Regions from separate parts of the Mus musculus genome. Here region 2 is linked to region 1. The links are chromatin contacts, called in public promoter capture Hi-C maps. All regions are on one chromosome and are shown on one strand. Each heading gives the region's core, a stretch centred on a gene start, on an enhancer-like site or on the middle of the called end of the contact. The rest is flanking DNA. Distances are from core to core; before and after follow the strand shown. Region 1 holds the start of Nynrin (NYN domain and retroviral integrase containing). Region 2 holds the start of Rec8 (REC8 meiotic recombination protein).

The links. Promoter capture Hi-C pulls out the DNA fragments that hold promoters and counts their contacts.
Region 2: a contact with region 1 is called in a promoter capture Hi-C map of second pharyngeal arch cranial neural crest. The contact joins the promoter of Rec8 here to the promoter of Nynrin in region 1. A contact is called at or near these places in 13 of 39 promoter capture datasets (the 3T3-L1 cell line, the C10 cell line, the HPC-7 cell line and 8 more), 3 of 484 Hi-C or Micro-C datasets (embryonic stem cells and palatal mesenchyme), 1 of 115 datasets of contacts at active chromatin or transcription factors (embryonic stem cells) and 2 of 9 other capture datasets (adipose tissue and liver).

Annotation. Positions count from the first base shown.
Region 1 is chr14:55,849,605-55,856,539 of GRCm38.p6, reverse strand. Nynrin (NYN domain and retroviral integrase containing) reads right to left here and starts at 2,425. Exons shown (of 8, transcript NM_001040072.1): 1 at 2,114-2,425. The coding sequence starts at 2,311.
Region 2 is chr14:55,615,103-55,622,037 of GRCm38.p6, reverse strand. Rec8 (REC8 meiotic recombination protein) reads right to left here and starts at 3,872. Exons shown (of 20, transcript NM_020002.3): 1 at 3,685-3,872; 2 at 3,380-3,492; 3 at 3,228-3,296; 4 at 2,998-3,140; 5 at 2,842-2,917; 6 at 2,338-2,458; 7 at 719-803. The coding sequence starts at 3,435.

The DNA of each region.
Region 1 (6,935 bases), core at 1,176-3,675:
GGTGAGCCTGCATCTTTCCTGACCCTTCTTCCACAGAGACCAGAACAAACAACCTCACGGTTCTTCCTCCATCTCTCCCAAGAGATGTATGGAAGGCAACAACCAGAAGGCAAAACTCCAGGTCCCTAGAGCTACGATTGGAGTCGGCCACACTGCATCCTCCTGACAAGGCATCCTCATAATAGGAAAGGCTCACATAGCAGGTCATCAAAGCCCTTCAGCTTACAAGACATCAAGCTAGGGAGAAAGACTTGGTCCCTTATAAAGCTAGTTACTAACAGCAGCACCTAACTTCTGCCCCGTGTTGTTCTTTATGTTTTGCCAAAGTATTTGAGCAGGCATTCTTTCAGTTGGCCCTCACAATTCTTACATGAGAAGAGTGTTATTACATTGTTTCACAAATGAGGAAAAAAAGTTTCAAGATGGCTGAATTATTAGACCAGGGCCTCTTCAAACTATGCTTCTCTATTTGGGCTATGATATGGAAACGTGTCAAATCCAGACCTTATCCTCCCCACATTCCACTGTCCCTTGCCCTCACCCCCTCCCCCTCCTTTTCTTCCTTCTGTCCCCACCAAGAAAGGAAGTTACCCAGAATCCCTGCAAGCTGTTCCCACCTTCAACAATGCCTCTCTCTGGGGCAAAGAGGGACACAAGAGGAAACTGACAGAGCCCCTGGATCCACTTAGCAGGGCTTGGAGTGAGAAACTCAGGGGTAAAAAACTATAGCCCAAAGAGGCTGTGATGCTGACAAGCTTGAAGCTGACTTGAAGTTTAAACAAGAAACACAAAGTGGAGCATCTCAAGCAGTGCTCTTCAGGGGCCCAGGGGGAGTAAGTGGCTCAGTGGCAGAGGGCCTCTGTGGTATGCACAGGCCCTGGGTTCAGTCTCCATCTTTAGGGAGGCCCTGGTCAGCTGATTAGTTCTCCATGAAGGCTGAGCTGTGGTACTTTAACAGTAACGGAAAAAAATTAAGAACATAAAGAACCCAAAAGCCTCTTCTTAGCTTATCCTACACCAGCCTCTGAAACTAAGGGGCCCTGCACATCTGTTCTCTGGGCAGACACCTCTCCCCTCCCCCAGCACCTCTGTCAGAACTGGAAAAGTGCTGATGCAGCAGCTTAATGGGCGTGTTTAGGGAGAAATTTCCCAGCCTCCCCTTCCTTCTGCTGGCTGTGTTCCGGGCCTCCCCTACCTAGGCCCTGACCAACTGAGATGTGGGTAGAGCTTCAGCCAAAGGGTTAAAGACTAGCTTGTATCCGAGAGAAGGGAGTCCAGAGCATTCCTACTGGAGAAGATAAGGGAATCTGAGGGAGTAGGGGGCCCTTGGGTGTGACTGAACCAGAGGGAGGAGCCCAGGCAGAGAAGCCAAGATGAGCGTAAAAGGGACAAGCTGCAACCTGGCCTCTCCAATATCCAGCTCCATACAGCAGGCCCTTTCATCTCAACGTCCATGATTCCCTGGCATCCCAAGGCACTGCCTTCCAGAACAGATGCATCCTACTCTGCCGGCAGGGTCCTAGGTTCTACAACCTCCACCAACCTACTCCTTCCTGACTCTGATGACTGAGGCAGACCCTCACCCTCTCTCTCTCTCTCTCTCTCTCTCTCTCTCTCTGAGTCCTACTGCTTCGTCTATAAACTGCCAACGCCACTCTACAAGTGTCTCTAGGGCCCTCCTCTGGTCCCAGTACTCAGAGAAACCGCCCAGGATTTAAGCAGACAGAAAGAACGGAGGCCTTCCAGTGTCTTGGTGAGAACAAAGACATATGTTGCAGAGGCCACAAAAATGCAGGCCCTTAAACTGATCCCAAGATGGAAAATCTGGGCCTGTTTCTGACCAGAGAAGGCTGGTAGAAAGAGACTCTCAGCAGAGGTTCTCTCAGCACACTTAAAGGACAGAAGTGACATGTAAGAGAGGGGTGGGGCAGAAGGGAAAGAAGGAAGCAGAGGGACAGAGCAGGGGCCCCGCAGATCTGGAGGGAGGGAGGCCCAGACCCTGCAAGCCAAACAGCAGGACAAGCTCAACACCTCTGGGGACTCTTGACTGTTCAGGAGAGAGGGAGAGGATCTGACTAGGAGGGAAAGGAAAGAACAAAACGAAGCTGTTTACCTTGGCTTTGCCCGTATTTTCCCGGGGCCCCTCCAGCTGCAGCCAAAAGTAAGGGGTGTCAGGACGGCTCTGGAAAGCGGTCACCTTGACCCTGAAGATGCGCTGGACTTGCAGCCGCTGCCGGTGTACCCGGGGCTTCGATTTTGTCTGCACCATGAACCATTCCTGCGCTGGGGGTTTACCCCCCGACAAAAGCATGGCTGTCCCTCCGGCCCCTGGAAAGCGTGAGAAGTGTCACGGGTCCCAGCACCGAGGCCCCCAGCCACCTAGCCCTGCAGCCTAAGCCACGCCTCCCCTCCTTGAGGCGCGCCCCCCGCCACCGCCTCCCTGCTGTGGGTTCTGCGACCCACCCGCCAGCGCTCCGCGCCCGCCCTCCCAGCTCCGTCCCTTTCCGCCGCAGCACGGGAGACAAACCCTTCCTGCTAAGGGTTGTAGCTAGGGGTGGGACCGAGCGGATTCCCGCCGCCCTTCCTCCCCCTCAACCACCACCCCCTCCTCCCCTTCGACCTCGAAGCCAGGCCCCCTGGATAAACTCGCCTGAGCTGCTGGATGGCTTAAAGGGGCGCTGGAGACTGAGGGAGGGAAGGAGAGGAGGCTGGGCGGGAGGGAGAGGGCCAAACAGGGTCTTGGAAGCAACTGCCTTCCACCCAAGTTTTGTGTTCAGGGGTCAAAGTTCCTTCCTCGAAGGAAGGAAAAGGAAGGATTGAAGAGTTGATCTCTGAGACCCTGGTTTTAGATTCCAAGCAGTGTTCTACACACACACACACCACATACACACCACACGCGCACACACACCACATACACACCACACGCACACACACAAACACATCACACACACACACACACATGATCCTTGGTCGTCTGGACTTCCCTTGAAAACCCTTTACTACACCCATCTCTTTGTGGCAGGAAAGGGTTAAGGGAAAATGGGGTGGAGAGACCACAGAGGCTAGGGCCTGTAGAAACTATGGGCTGGAGACCAAGCAGGACGTAAAGGGTTACAGCTCTGACCCCCACCCCCACTCTAGTCTGGGGACCGCCTGGAACTGGCTCTAGGCCCAGGCCCTGCGGAAGCCCCCCAGGGCTGGAGGGGCAGGGGGTTAGCTGCCAGAGTTTTCAGGCTCGGGTTGTTTAGGAGAACCCCTTTTTTTAGCAAGTGTGAGTTAGAGTGTGAGGAGCCAGTGGGAGGTAGGGTCTCCAATCATCCTTATCCACAGCCATATGGTTGGCATCAGTGGTCCAAGACTAGCCCTGGGCTGGGGACACTCTCAAAACCCGAGCTGCCTTGGAGACATGCTCAGTACAAAGAACACTTTATGTGGTCTTGTAGCCTGAAGTAGCCTGGCACTGGGAAGGCACAGTCTGCAGCTGGGGCCTCGAGAGAACCTTACTTTCCAAACAAACCAAGAGTCACAGTCTGACAGACACAAGTATGACCTGACCCACGGGAACAAAGGACAGCTATTTTTTTTTTTAAACTGAGTCCTTTCCTAGGACATCGGTGTTACAGAGCCACCGATGTGTGTATGTATGCAGGCCAGTGGGGAGGTGCACGCTGTGCAGAAGGGGCCCAGGGGGAAAAGATTCAGGTTACTGCCAGACTAGACTGGATGGTCAAGCCCCACCTTTACAAGGTCTCATCCCTGGAATGGAATTCAGAGAAATAAAAGGTGGGTCTGTGGGGTTCTGGGTAACGAGTTCTTCAACCCTGCCCCTCCAGAAGGCTTTGAAGTCAGAGGCTGTCTGAGTGACCCCACTTCTCTCCACTTTCCCTGCCTTTAATTGTACTATCAAAAGGCAGGCTTGGCAGGGCACATCAGAAACTCCGGGTTTGCAGAAGGCTGAGCCCAGAGGCCCTGACTCAGAAGAGGATGGAAGGGTGTGCCTCAGTTTCCCTTCCAGGAGCAAGGGAGCCACACAGCCTCTCCCCACCCCTTCTGTTAGTGATGCTAAATTCTTTCTGCCAGGGCTAAAGATGTCAGGGAGAAGCCCCAGGTTTAATCCTATGTTCAAAGAGGCCATGCAGAGGGCAGAAAGAAGCCATGCATAAGACACTTCATAAACAGATCCTTTTAAAGCAACTTATTTAAACTTTTGTGCTTGGTTGCTTTAGCTCACAGACATGGGGGTAATAGTCCAAGGCCCAGGATGGACATCAGCTCTCACAGGTAAACTTACATAATTCAGGCAATGAATTACATACCAGCGTAGCTGTGTACAGTGTACTGCGACACTTGCTAACTGGTAGTCAGTCTCCTTTCCCAGATCTTGTCTTCCTCCCCATCTCAGCTCAAGCCAATGTGTCCTAGAGATTCTCTACCCTAGAAATTCTCTCCTCCTGGACTCAGCCCTTACCACCTGCTAACCCAACCACGTGGAGAAAGTGGATTTGGCCAAAAAGCTGGCTATCACCCTTTGTCAGGAATGAGCCTACGAACCCTCAAACAAGTCAGTAAATCCCTTGGTCAGAGCTCAGGTGTCCCCTCTGCTAATGTATTCACTGAGTCAAGTTTATTCAACAATTTCAACAGGTATTTATCTGCTAGAAGCCAGGCTCTTGGGTACAGCTTTGACTTGGGTATCTATTTGCTTGTTGGAATGGGTCCTATATGACTCAGACTGCCCTAGAATTCACTACATCATTCGAACTGGCCTTGAAGTAGAAGCAATCCTCTTGTCTCTGTCTCCCGGAGACTGTGATTACTTGCATGCACCAACATACCCATCTTCTCTTAACAAACTTTGATCCGTGTATCCTCCCAGTTCCAGCTCAACTACATTCGTCGACTTTGAGGGGGAGAACGGGAGTGGAGGTTTTGAGACAGGGTTTCTCTGTGTAACCCTGGCTGTCCTGGAACTCGCTCTGTAAACTAGGCTGACCTCAAATTCAGAGATTCTCTGCCTCTGTCTCTCAAGTGAATACTGGGATTAAAGGTATCTGCCACCTTGCCTGGCCTACATTCATTAGTTCTTTACTTACAACATTAGGTTGAAAGGTGCTTGCTTTAAACCTGGCACAGGCTCTTGGCAGAGGATCCAGGTTCAGTTCCTAGCACCCACATGGTGGCTTACAACTGTAACCAGACTTTTACTACTTTGTAGGTTCTTTTTTAATCTGGCACAAATCTACCTTGAGTAGAAGGGTCCTGGCTACAGAAGAAGTAAACATCGGATAAGTGTCTAAGCAGAAGCCCCACCAGGAGTCACTTGCAGGAGGAATGAGAGGCCTCCAAGTCAAAAGATCATGCGGATTAAGGGCCCTGCCCAGGGAGCTTGATGGATGATAGGTTCTTATCATTCCAACGCTTCGGAGGGAGAGGCAGTTCTGTCATTCAAATACCTATCCCAGGTCCACACCCATCTGAGTCCCCGGGGATGGGGTGGGGAGCTTTGTGAACCAGATAGCCCTGCCTGGGACCTTTCTGTGACAATGTCTAAGAGGCCAGCATCTCCTGGACTTCACTGTATTCTCTAAGCAGCTTTCATTTACGGGTGGCTCACATTAGAGTAGAAGTGGCTTTCTGGAGATGTACAGAGATGTCAGAGTCTAAACAGACCGAAGGAGGCAAGAGTCAAGGGACCAGCTTCTAGATCACTACATAGGGTGGTTTCCCACAGTGCTCAGTACGTAGGTGGGAAACATGGTGTTCTCAGAAGAGGTGGCTGAAGATGGTTTACAGAGGGGTCTTGCCAGGCAGTGACTCCTGTCAGTCGGTAACCCACCACTTGGGAGGTAGAGGCAGGAAAACCAGGAGTTCAAGGTACAAGTTTTTCTGGGTTCTAAGGTGTTGGTGGTACTTTTTAAGCTAATGTGTGTGTGTGTTTGTGTGTGTGTTCAACTATTTTATGCTAAATTAAAGACAAACAGCTGGAGAGATGGCTCAGTGGTTAAGAACACATGTTGTTCTTGGCAGAGGACCCAGTTCAGTTCCTACCTAGCACCCACATGGTGGCTTACAACTGTAACCAGACTTTTACTACTTTGTAGATTCTTTTTTAACCACCCTTCTCCACCCCATTCCAGCCTTCCAACTCCCCAACACTAGGTAGGAGAGAACGAAGGTTAGAGGAGAGAGTGGGCATTGATATCCTTAGACTACTTCCTGCTGATTAGGGGTGTCTAGTTCCTCGGGGCAATTTTGATCTTTTCTGTCAGAATATCCAAAACTTCTCTTCATCACTTTGCACATGACCACTTGACAAATCAGCGAAAAGATCAGATCAGCTCAGGAACTTTGGAACTCTCCGGAAGGGAGAGGCTAATTAAGATTCCCCAGGCCACAGGGTGGGAACTGACCTGTGTGTGGGTGGGGACACATTCAGCTGGACAGAGCATTGCCCACCTTCAGCCATGGGAAGTCCTTGTCACCTCATTCCCTAAAGACCAATCAGTTTAAAGGGCGCACTGTTCTGCCAATCATATTGTGCCTAGTTGCTGATGCTCTATTCAGCCCCCGAAAACCATATAAAAACTCGCCAAATGGGTGCTGGGGTTCACGGTCTGGGACAACCCCAGTGCACTGGAACAATAAATTCCTCTTGCTTTTTGCATCGATCCCAGCTCCACGTGGTTCACTCAGGGGGTCCTTAGTAAACTAAGTCTCCCCGGAGTCTTACACCACAACAACACAACCTGCAACCCACAGCAGCAACCAGTGCATCCCTCTTGGGACTCCAGCATTTATGCACCCTCTCGAGTCCCCAGAATTTCAAATGTCACACACAGATAGTTTTTTAGAAACTACCTGCATCTGGCAAAATCATGCCCCAGCTACAGCACAAGGCAAACATGTCTGTGTTTTTTAAAGAAACCAAAAGTCTC
Region 2 (6,935 bases), core at 2,623-5,122, 240 kb after region 1:
CTGTAGACCAGGCTGGCCTCAAACTCAGATAAGCCTGCCTCTGACTCCCCAGTGCTGGGACTAAATATACCATCACCACGCCTGGCTCTGCCTCCACTTTCTGAGTCCTGGGATTACTGATGTCCACTTGAGACTTTGTTTTGTTTTGTTTTTCGAGACAGGGTTTCTCTGTGTAGCTCTGGCTGTCTTGGAAATCACTCTGTAGACCAGGCTGACTTTGAACTCAGAGATCCACCTGCCTCTGCCTCCCAAGTGCTGGGATGAAAGGTGTACACCATCACTGCCCAGCTAAGATTTATTTATTATTATATCTTAAGTACATTGTAACTGACTTCAGAGGCACCAGAAGGGGGCATTAGATCTCATTATGGGTGGTTGTGAGCCACCATGTAGTTGCTGGGATTTGAACTCAGGACCTTTGGAAGAGCAGTCAGTGCTCTTAACCACTGAGCCATCTCTCCAGCGCCCCCCCTCCCCCTTTTTAAAGTAAATGTTTAAATGATCTCCTTAACCGGTCTTAGCTGGCTTTGAACTCAGTACTTAAGCCAGGCATGTGTTGTACTTGGAGTTTTCCCATCTCAGCTCCTCTAGGAGATGGGGTTACAGGTGTGGATCACTGGGGCCAACTGGGCCTGGCTTTTTTTTTTTTTTTTTAAAGTGGTATTTTTCAGCCCTTGGGGATTCTGCACCCTTTTACAGCAAGATTCTCTCTGCTAACCAGGCTTCCTGGGGTCTGGAGTGGCTTCAGGAAGGGTCTCCTTACGAGTTTTTTCCGGGGTTGCAGCCTCTAAAAGGTGTCGAATCTTTGGGAAGAAATTGGGAAGAAAAGATAGGTCTCATCTTTAGTCCTCTGTATCCTCTCTTCACACACTAGGTGCACACTGGACACCTATCTGGCAGTATCTCTATTTTTTATCTTGGAATTTTAGCTTTCTTCTTCTATTTATTTGTTTTTGAGACAGGTCTTATTGTGTAGCCCAGGTTGGCCTAAAAATTGTTTTAAAATACTTTATGTATGTTTGTATGCACCCTTGGAGGTCAGAAGAGGGCAATAGATGTTGGATCCCCAGAGCTGGAGTTATAGGTGGCTGAAGGCTGGTGGTGAAGTCCTGTCCTATGCAAGAGCAGGACACACAACCACTGAGCCATAGTTCCAGTCCTTTCCTGCTTGACAGCTCTCCTCCCTGAGACTTTTTAAAAAAGATTTATCTATTGATTTTATATATACACGAGTGTTCTATCTGCATGTAAGTCACCATGTGATTGCTGGGAATTGAACTCAGGACCTCTGGAAGAGCCACCAGTATTCTTAACCACTGAGCCATCTCTCCAGCCCTCCTTGAGACTCTTGAATTCTTATTTTAGCTTACATTACCACATCCAGTGTGAGTGTGTATGTGTGTAGTATGTCTGTATGTGTGAGTGTGTTTGGGGAATCAAATCTAGGGCCTTGTACATGGTAAGCAAATACTCTACCAGTAGACTACCCCTCCAGCCCTAACAGATGTTTGTGCCATTTGACAACAGTATGTCAGAGGCCACCACCACCTAGTGTCCCTCCTGTCCCGGCCCTAAGCTCACCCCCCAAATTAGCCTGGTCAATTTGTGTTGTCATGGGTAGCTGGTGGTGGAGACAAATTTGTGTACAATTCTAATAGATCTATGAAAAAGCAGCCTTAGCAAAGCATTCAGATTCCAGGCATCATTTACTTTTGGCTTCAAGTGGGATGATTTCATGGAAAGGGTGGCATCTGAGCTAAGTCTGGAAGGACAAGTAGAACCTGACTAGCAGAGAATGACTGGCCACTCTTACACTGTTGGGATGCTCACTGTCACAAGTAATTGTGGCACCTATGGGACATGTGCAATGGGCTGGGGTTTGGGAACTAAGGTGTCTAGAGAAGAGGACAGAGTAGGGATGAGAACCCCTAAATCCAGGTACCGAGGGATCCCTGGATGCTGTTACTGTCTGCATTCAGGACCCGCTGCTTAGATGGGAAATGGTGGCTGGAGTAATGTAATCTAAGTTGTGGGAGATGGAAGAAGACAGGGAAGAAAAGCCAACATAACCAGGTGAAGCCTGAGAGTAGGGTCTCGGTGGTGGGAACGGTGGGAGGTGGCAGGGAGAACACCTCTGGCGAGGACACCATCCTATCAGGTTGGCCCTTTCGTAAGCAGGATCTGGGGCTCTGCTTGCTTGCACCCAGCAACCCCCTTGTTCCATGGCAATGTCCCATTCCTAAATCTCAGCTCCAGAGTGACAGGAACACCAACTAACTCCTCCTCCTACGCTGTTATCTCGTGATTTCTGAGGGGTCCTAAGGGAGTGAACCCTACCTGAGGAATATCAAAAGGACTGGGAAGTCTAGGATCCACAGACATCTTCCCAAAAAAGGGTTCTGGGGCATCTTCCAGCGTCTCCATCATGGCCAGGCAGTTGGGAAGAAGCAAGCTAGGTCTGGGCGAGAACAGGGATGTAAAGGAGAGAGACTGAGGGTGAGTGGGATGGCTCGGCTGGTAAAGGTGATGCCACCAAACCCCACAGTCCCTAATTTCATCCCTGAATTTGAACTAGCATAAGGAAGAGAGCCCACTTTATTGGCTGTTCTCTGACCTCCACATGCATACAGTGCCCTCTCTCCCTACCCCCTTCCCGATCCTCTACCCCTACTCTCTCTCTCTCTCTCTCTCTCTCCTCTCTCTCTCTCTCTCTCTCTCTCTCTCTCTCTCTCTCTCTCTCTCACACACACACACACACACACACACACACACACACACACACACACACAATGCACGAGGCCAAGCAGCTTGGTATGGATGGTTTCAGTCCCAGGGCCTCACAGGTCAGCCTCCTCCATATCAATGCGAATCCGCAGCTGGGCACGATGTAGGTGCTCCAGGATATGCTGGATGTCTTCTGTGGGTGAAAACGGTAAAATAAACAACCTAGTCATGGCTCCTTCAGCTCTAGCCCACCTCTGGAGTCTCTAGCCTTACCCACAAGGTACTGGCACTGTTGAAAGTAGACCCTTATCACACCAATCTGAAGCTGGGCGGAGAGATAGAGGGAGAAGCGGGGGCGGGGCAGCCCGGCCACCGGAGGTTGCACTCTTACCAGCACATAATTGAGGATTTCCTCGCTGGGAGAACAAGAAGCCCTGATCAATGCAACACCCAAAAACCAGAAGCCCCACACCAGCGATTCCTCCCTCTTTTCTGGATCTTACCAGGTCTTTACCACATTCACATTTAGGTATTCACGCTTCACCAAACGGCTGCCTCGGGTTGCTGCCAGCCTGGAGGGGTGGGGGCAGGAACGGCTTGTCAAGGGGAGATCCCACTACCTGGCTCCTGGCATAGCCATCAGCCCTGTGCTCACCAGATGGTGGCGAAGCAGCCTGTGTGGCGCTGAAGCACGTTAGGATAGTAGAACATCTTTGCTCCTGGGTTCACCTTCCCTGCACCAATCCCGTTTGGATCTCAATCCGAATTCTTGAGAATACGAGATTTCCAGCACCATTGAAGAGTAGGAATTTGGACGGGGGTGTGGTAGATATGGATGCAAAAAGCCCAATTAGTAAAACGACTGACTATACAACTGAATTAGGAGGTAACCAAAGACACAGGAGCTAAGCATCCCTCCTTTGGCCATTCCTAAAAAGGTCTGCACAACGCGCACCATACCATCAGGATTCTGTCCAGGCAGAGATGCGGAGCTCCAAGAAAAACCCGGGCAGAGACACAGAACAGATCTTCAAAGAAGACTGAGTCCTCTTCTGGTCAAGAGGCCTTCTTCGACTCTGCTGCCCGCCACCACCACCACCACCACCACCACCACCGCCGCCGCCGCCGTAGTCGTCGTCGTTGAGCTTCTGGACCTTGCTCTAGGTCCTGTCGCCCTCCAGCGGGATCAGGTGCACACTCTCCAAGGCTTTGTACCACCGACAGCCAATGAGAAGCCGCGCCAGAAGAAACTCAAAGACTCCTGGAGCCAGGCAGCAGAACTCAGTTCCAGGCCATAGGCTCTTGGAGAATAGTCGCCAGCCAATCACGAGAATTCTGAGCGCTACCAAGGCATTGTGAGGTGTTCTGGCCAATGGCCTCTCGTTCTCGGGTAGTAACAAGGACTTCGCCAAGGTGCAAAGCTGACCAATAAACGGAGAGAAAATCCAGTCTCTCTCCCTGGCGACAGCTGACAAAGTATCTTTTAGGAGCCGGGGTCATGTGAAGGGCAGATGCCTTGGTGCTGTTTATGATACAGAGATGTAAGAGAAGGTACCTTGCCTGAGCATAGGACCTGTCCTTACTCCTAAATTTCACCAACCCGATTTTGTGCCCAGTAAGGGTCTGTGCTGTGCTAAGTGCAAGAAACTGTGTGAGGTGGCCTTTTATTCAACAAGAAAGAAAACAGCCAAGGGAGCTGTAACTACAAACTCCTATAATCTCAGCTGCTACTTGGAAGGGAGGCAGGTTCAAAGCCAGCCTAGACAATTTGAACACTAGCTCTAAGCAAAAAACAAAACAGGCCAAGAGTGGTGTGCACACCTCTTGAAGGGACTGAGGTAGCAGAATAAACTCTACTATAAGCTGCTGTACTTGGAAAAAGCTACTGCCTGCTGTCCTTGAAGCGATATGCCCCCCAGCATTGAGAGGCCAACATTCCTTTACCCTTTCATGTAATGCCAGGGCTAAGAAACCCCTGCTTGCAGGTTTTTTTCCTTTATAAACCCCTTCACCTAGAGCTGGGGTCACTCTCCTTCCTGTTCCATCAGGAAGGTTTGTAGCCCAAGCTCGAGCTTGAATAAAGACTCTCACAAGTATTTGCATCAGAATTGGGGGCCCTGGTGGTCTCTTGGGGAAGCAGGGGTCTCATGAGCTGGGCATAATACTTTTATCTCAGCAACAGGAGGATCTCTTAAGAGTTTGAGACTGGCCTGGTCTACAGACCAGTTAGGGAGAGATAATGAAATCCTGTCTCAAAAAAAAAAAAAAAAAAAAAGTAAAAAGTAAAAAGTAAAAACTGGGCTGGAGATGTGGAAATGTAGCTCAGTCGTAGAAAGCCTGACTGGCATATATGTGTATATACATATATACACATATGCATATTCACATATATACATATGTACACACATACACACACAAGGCCCTGAGCTCAGCTCAGTACTGCAAGAAAGGGAAACGACAACAACAAAAACCAGCCTTTGATCCAAGCACTCTGAAGCCAGAGTCCCACGAATCCTGTGAGTCTGAGGCCATGATGGTCTACACAGTGAGTTTCAGGCTAGCCAGAACTGTATAGTGAGACCCTGTTTCAAAACCAAGCAAACAAAGCCAAGAACAAAACAAAAAAATAAAGGTGTGTGCAGCCCTGTAACCTCAGTACTTGGGAGGAAGGACAGGAGTTGAAGGACAGCCTTCTTCTCTTCAGAGTTGCACAGCAGCCTGGGCTATCCTGAGGACTAGCTCAAAAACCTAAGAATTCAAAGAAAGCACATATTCTTTTTCTCTTAATCTTTCCTTTCTTTCATTCTTTTTTTTTTTTTTTTTTTGCTTGTTTTTTTTTATTTGTTTTTGTTTTTTTGAGACAGGGTTTCTCTGTGTAGCCCTGGATGTCCTGAAACTTGCTCTGTAGACCAGGTTGGCCCCAAATTTAGCGATTTACTTGCCTCTGCCTCTTGAGTTCCGGGACTAAAAGCATGCACCACCATGCCTCACTTAGGCTCTGATGTTAAGACTTAGTTCTGGCCAGGCATTGGTGGTGCATGCCTTTAATCCTAGCACTTGGGAGGCAGAGGCAAGTGTATTTCTGAGTTCAAGGCTCTGGTCTACAGCGTGAGTTCCAGGACAGCCAGGGCTACACAGAGAAACCCTGTCTCAAAAAAAACCAAAAACAAAACAAAAGACTTAGTTCTGTGGCAACTGATCTGACCTTTGACCCTTCAGTCTGGAGCTCAGAGTAGAGGAGGGTGGAATTTTTCCAGAACGTCTGGCTTCTAGCTAAGTTAAGTACAGTATTTGTCACATTTAGTTGCCTTATATTTACAGCATACATGGCTATGGCCAAAAGTGATTGAGAGGCTGAGTATAGTGACTCATACATATAACCCCAGCACTGAGAGGGAGACTGAGGCAGGAAAACTGCCAGAGTTCAGGGCCAGCCTGGGCTGGATAGCGATTTCAGCTTGGGCTAGTTGAGCCCTTGTCTCAAAAAAAAATAAAACAAACAAACACAGCAAGCAGGGTGTGGTGACATGCTCTTTAATCCCAGCAGTTAGGGAGGCAAATAGATCTCTGTGAGTTCAAGGCCAGCCTTGTCTACCTAGTTAGTTCCAGGACAGCCAGAGCTATATAGTGAGACTCTGTCTCAAGGAAACAAAACCAAAACACAGGCAGAGAGGCGGCTCAGTTGTCAGGAGCAGATTTGCCGAGGATCCAGATTTGCTTTCTCCGAGGCTTCTCACCACCATCTGTAACTCTAGCTGCTGGGAATCTGATGCTCTTTTCTGACTTCCTCAGGATCTTGCATGAATGTGGAACACAAAATATACACAGGTGTGCATGCACGCACACACACACACACACACACGAATTCACACACACACATGCATGCATACACATACACTTAAACATAACACCACAGGGTTTGAGGAACCTGGCCTAAAGCCTAGCTTTTTTTTTCCTTTTTCTTTTTTTCTCCTTCCTTCCTTCCTTCCTTCCTTCCTTCCTTCCTTCCTTCCTTCCTTCCTTCCCTCCTTCTTTCCTTCCTTCTTTCCTTCCTTCTTTCCTTCCCTTCCTTCCTTCCTTCCTTCCTTCCTTCCTTCCTTCTTTCTTTCTTTCTTTCTTTCTTTCTTTCTTTCTTTCTTTCTTTCTTTCTTTCTTTCTTTCTTTGTTTTTTAAAAATTTTTGAGACAGTTTCTCTGTGTAGCCCTGGCTGT